2 separate regions of the Mus musculus genome follow, and region 2 is linked to region 1. A link is a contact called in public Hi-C data. All regions are on one chromosome and are shown on one strand. The core of a region is the stretch at or near the end of the contact, and the rest is flanking DNA. Distances in the headings are between cores, read along the strand shown. Region 1 overlaps P2rx7 (purinergic receptor P2X, ligand-gated ion channel, 7). Region 2 overlaps Anapc7 (anaphase promoting complex subunit 7).

Evidence for each region. Hi-C and Micro-C count contacts between places; a contact is called where the count stands out from the background.
Region 2: a Hi-C map of bone marrow-derived macrophages shows a contact between it and region 1, with 30 read pairs. The contact joins two enhancer-like sites. A contact is called at or near these places in 3 of 484 Hi-C or Micro-C datasets (the HL-1 cell line, bone marrow-derived macrophages and nephron progenitors), 4 of 115 datasets of contacts at active chromatin or transcription factors (T-cell acute lymphoblastic leukemia, embryonic stem cells and memory CD8 T cells) and 5 of 9 other capture datasets (adipose tissue, embryonic stem cells, liver and 2 more).

Annotation. Positions count from the first base shown.
Region 1 is chr5:122,667,956-122,670,549 of GRCm38.p6, forward strand. It overlaps P2rx7 (purinergic receptor P2X, ligand-gated ion channel, 7), which reads left to right. Exons shown (of 13, transcript NM_011027.4): 9 at 2,483-2,573. Among named protein-coding and RNA genes, the nearest start is that of Mir8115, 13 kb to the right of the region's middle. Within about 2 kb of position 1,281, at least 20 of the 459 cell types and tissues checked have an H3K27ac peak or open chromatin away from gene starts, as enhancers often do. A contact at or near this core is called in bone marrow-derived macrophages, where this site is marked.
Region 2 is chr5:122,438,495-122,441,088 of GRCm38.p6, forward strand. It overlaps Anapc7 (anaphase promoting complex subunit 7), which reads left to right. Exons shown (of 11, transcript NM_019805.4): 8 at 825-1,021; 9 at 1,592-1,816. Among named protein-coding and RNA genes, the nearest start is that of Anapc7, 17 kb to the left of the region's middle. Within about 2 kb of position 1,302, at least 21 of the 459 cell types and tissues checked have an H3K27ac peak or open chromatin away from gene starts, as enhancers often do. A contact at or near this core is called in bone marrow-derived macrophages, where this site is marked.

The DNA of each region.
Region 1 (2,594 bases), core at 31-2,530:
ATAAAGGGATGGGCAAACGTGGCCAGGAAAGCCTCTCAGAGCAGGCACTCCTGCAGACATGGCTCCCTTTCTTAGTGAAGAGAACAGGGCTCTGAGAAGCAACTTGTAAAATCTGTGAATGAATGCCTTTCGTGTCTACAGCGTGGACTAGCTGCTCTCCAAAAGCAGCCCTCATCACCAGCAACACAGTGAGTCAAAAACACACATTCCTGGGCCCAGCCTAGATGCTCAGCCTGTGTGAGACTGTATAGGGGCCCAGTCCATGACCTGTACTATCACAGGTCTCCGTGGGGCTCTGCTCTTAGCTCGAATTTGAATACTGCTGAGCCAGATGCCTGTCCTCAGAGCTCTATCCTGGATCCTGGGTCATGGGCCTCCCCTGGATGCTTGCTTATATGCTGAGGGTCATAGTGCCCTACCTCTCTATCCCGACTTAGCAAATACCATCACTGGAACAAGATCCCCTGGAGATTCCGGTTTTAGTTTTTGTTTCTGTTTTTGCATGTACAGAATGTTTTCAACTTTGTGATATTCTACACAAAGATCTGGGCTCTTCTTCCCGAGAAACTGAAGTATCTGACAAAAGGTTTACAACTTTTAATTATGCTGGGCTCCTATCCCATTACAACAGCACTGCTGGGAGCTGGAGATCAGCCCCCCTGAAGAAAGAGCATACAGCTTTTGTGATGTCACTGTCCTTGCCACTCCTTTCTGTCTTTATATGTCACTGGCATGCTTTATGCCCAGCCCCTCTGGAGACCCTTGACTCAACCTGCAAGCTGGCTGAGGCTTTCTGCCTCCTCGGGGTTGGTGAACTCTCATCCTGGGCTCAGGAAGAGGCTCTTAGTTCAGATATCTTTTTGATCATCCTTGCAGAACAATGTGATGTGCTGAATAGGCTATGGCCAGAATGAATGGTCCCCTGGCTGTCCTGGGCATTTTAATTTATCAAGCAGACAGAGCATGCAAGGACAGTGTACCAAGCAGACATTAGCTGTCATCTGCCGCTCTCAGAGCTAAACCTAAGAACATTCGGTCCTGGTAGGATCTGAGCTCTCCTGAGACCCGAAGGCACTGTGACGTCAGTATTCCTTTAGAATAAAACGTTAGCCAATTTGTTGTTGAATGAGCACCAGGAGAAAGCTTTGGACAAAAATAAATTATGGAGATCTGATAGGCAAGAGGACAAGTTGTTTTCAAAGAGCATCAAAAGAGAGAAGGAAATGACTGGCTATATGAGGTATGGGGGGAAAATATAGCTTTCTTTTTTTTTTAACAGGAAGTTTAAAAGTTCACATTATGTAACTTAGTCCTCAAGAAAAAGATTTATGGGAGCTGGGGAGATGGCTCGGTCAGAAAAGTGCTTGTCACGCAAGCGAGAGGACATGAGTTTGGATTTCCAGCATCCGTGCAGAAAACCAAGCCTAGTGGTGTGTGCCTAGAATCCCAGTGCCACACAAACAGAGACAGGGGGATTCCTGGGGCTCGCTGGCCAACTGGTCCAGACAAGCTGGTGTTCAGAAGGTTCAGAGAGAGAACAGGTCTGATGAAATAAGGCAGAGAGAGTGATTGAGGAAGATTCCTGATACAGACTTCTGGTCTACACACACACACACACACACACACACACACACACACACACACACACTAAAATGAAGAAGATACACTACAGAATGTCCTTTGGTGAGCGCCCGATTCCGTTGACTCACGTATGATACAGGGGAGATAAGATGCACTTCTTGGCTCCAGAACATGTTTGGGTACATATTAGTTTCCTTTGGTGCTATAGCAGATTACTATAAATTGCATCAGGCTGTAGACATTCTCTCATAGAGACTAGAAGTCTGAGCAGACCAGGTGTCAGAAGGGCTGTCGCTCTCTGAAGGTCTTCTCTTGCCTCCTCCATCTTTATCTGCTTCGGGAATCTCTTACCTCATAGCTGAACAACCTCTGCTTTCATCCCTGAAGGGTTGAAAAAAATAAATAAACCTTATAAATTAAGGTTCTCCACTTAATTTATAAGGATGCCTGCTTAATCATGGGATGTAGGACCTCCAGGAATCTCATCTTGAGAGTTTTATTTACATGTGCAAAAACTCTGTTTCCAAATAAGGTCATCATTGTGGTGCTGGCCTGGGGTTGGGGGGTGACTTGAGCCTATCTTCTTTCGGGGAGGACATTATTTAATCCATTATGTGAAGAAAAGCACCTTGTCCAGTGCCCCTCACCAACTCACCACCTGCCTGTACCAAGGTGGAGCTACTCAGACCTTCCGAAACCCCTCTTTGGCACTCATTCAGGTCCAGAGGCCCCTTTTTTGAATAGCCTTCCCCCACATAATCTTTGCCCTCCATTAAGATCTAGAATGGCATCAAGAGCAGACAAGGAAGACTGGAATGCCTACTAGTTTGTTCTTTCTCCCCATAAGACACCAGCACTTGTCAGAGAGGATGCTATAAAGATGGCTGCTTTTCTCCCACAGATATGCCAAGTACTATAAGGAGAACAATGTGGAAAAGCGGACGTTGATCAAAGCCTTCGGCATCCGTTTTGACATCCTGGTTTTCGGCACTGTAAGTCTCTCCTGGTCCCAG
Region 2 (2,594 bases), core at 52-2,551, 230 kb before region 1:
TGTAGACCAGGCTGGCCTTGAACTCAGAGATCCACCTGCCTCTGCCTCCCAAGTGCTGGGATTAAAGGTGTGCGCATCACTGCCCGGCTGTATAAAAACTCTTAATTGATAGCCACAGCTGGAGCCTGGGTCCTTTGAAGAGAGACTGCTGTGGGTTTTCACAAGATGATCAGTGGATTCCTGATAAGGAGACTTGGTGAACACAAGTCTCTTTCCAGAGGTTGGGGGTTAGGTAACTGTAGGTCTTAGAGGTGGCATCAAAGGAGGCCTTGGCAAAGTTGCCCAGGGTGGCAGTGCAGCCTCTGGCTGAAGTGTAGCAGTCATCTATACCGGCCAACATCAGTAACTTCTTGGGCACAGGAGCAGAGACAATGCCAGTGCCTCTGGGGGCAGGGATGAGGCGCACCAGCACAGAGCCACAGTACCTGACACACATATTTGGAAGTCATAGAACAATTAGCAAGAGCAGTGTAGGTCTTAGGAAGTACTAGGCTTGCCTGCAAGCACCTTGGACAGCTTTTTTGTTTGTTTTTTAAAGATTTATTATACATAAGTACACTGTAGCTGTCTTCAGACACTCCAGAAGAGGGAGTCAGATCTCGTTCCAATGGTTATGATGGTTATGTGGTTGCTGGGAATTGAACTCAGGACCTTCGAAGAGCAGTCGGTGCTCTTACCTGTTGCGCCATCTCACCAGCCCTAGTTTGTTTTTAAAGACAGTTTGTCGGCTTCCCAAGTGCTAGGATTCAGAAATTCTCTATAGTCTGGTGTTAAGCCTTCTTCAGAGGCTTCTCTCAGAGAACTTGTGGTTTTTTTTTCCCCAGATGCCACAGCTTCTATAGCAAGCGCTACTCTCGGGCCCTGTACTTAGGTGCCAAGGCCATCCAGCTGAACAGCAACAGCGTCCAGGCTCTGTTACTCAAGGGGGCGGCGCTTAGGAACATGGGGAGGGTCCAGGAAGCCATCATACACTTTCGGGAGGCCATCAGGCTTGCGCCTTGTCGCTTGGACTGTTACGAAGGTAAGCCGGGGACCTGCCGATGCGGTGTCGGCCTGACAGCTGCGCCCAGATGGCAGTGGTGTTGGTCAGAGTTTGCTGGTGCTGTGCTGTGTTAGAGGCAGGGCAGCTGGGGAAAGCAGCAGCTGTGACACGGAACTCTGAGTTTCTCCAGCCTGGGCAGCTGAGCTGCTTTTTAAAACAGTTTTTATTGTTAATATTTCTTTTGAGGCTGGATGTCACTGCAGCCCAGCAGAGCTGTGCCAGGTTTAGCGACATTTGGTGACTGAGTCACTGACACTAAAATAGCTCTTCCAAGATCCTGTCCCTCTAGACCTCGTCGTAGGAATTAACAATAAGCTCAGCAGTCTGCCTCGTAACAGGAAGATGAGGTCAAAGTTGAAGAGAAAAATTTGAAGTCAAGAAAAAGAAAAATCTGCTTTTATAGCTAGAGGGCCTTGCTGGGTCATTCTTCACAGCTCCTTAGAACACTAGAGTGAAGGAAGGCGCTGCGGGAGTGGGCGCAGCCTGGGGCAGAGCTCAGGAGGGGCTGGTGAGCCATCCTGCCTGGCATCTCTGCTCTCTGTGTTTCAGGTCTCATAGAGTGTTACTTAGCTTCTAACAGCATCCGAGAAGCAATGGTGATGGCCAACAATGTTTACAAAACTCTGGGTGCAAACGCTCAGACGCTTACGCTGTTAGCCACCGTGTGTCTGGAAGATCCAGTGACCCAGGAGAAAGCCAAAACTCTGTTAGATAAAGCCCTGGCGCAGAGGCCGGACTACGTCAAGGCCGTGGTGAAGAAAGCAGAGCTGCTCAGTGAGTACTACACTTGCATGTTCTGTTGTCCTTCCCCCGCAGCATCCTCCTCTCCCTGAGGCTTACAGATGACCGAGCAGCTCTGAGCCTGCTAAAGTGCTTTACACAGCCAGATGTGGCTTAGACCTGCTTGGGTTGGTTTAAACCAGCTAACACCACTTGGTAGTTGTTGTGTTCATCTCACTTTATTTTTGAACTAGTTTAGTCTGGTCCAGAAGCCTTCGGTCAGTTGACTAGTTCTGAGCCATGGGAATTCTCTGAGTTTTGTTCTTCTTGCTTCTGGCACATTCCTAAGTTTATATGATGCTATGAAGAGGGTATTCTGGCTCGGGATTCTACTGCAGGGCCACTGGCCTTCTTGCTAGCATCCGGAGTCCAGAGGCAGCATGGGCTATCACAGGAGGTGGGGGCGTTTGTTCTGACCCACGGTAATCTCTGTGCTTTCACTGGTTTGGGAATAAAATTGAATTCTTTTTTTTTCTTTTCTATTTTTGTTACGTTTAAGAGTATATATATGCTGGGCAATGGTGGTGCACGCATTCAATCCCAGCCTTTGGGAGGCAGGTAGATCTGTGAATTTGAGGCCAACCTTGTCTACAGAGTGAGTTCCCGGTCAGCCTGTCTGCAAAAGAAAAAATTTTTTTGAAGTTTCAGGGAACAGGTTTAGTGGTTTGGGTAACGATGCCACTAAGACTGACGAGGTCAGTCCTGAGACCTACACGGTAAGACAGGCAGCTCCCACAGATTGCCCTCTGACCATCACCACGTGCTGTGTGTG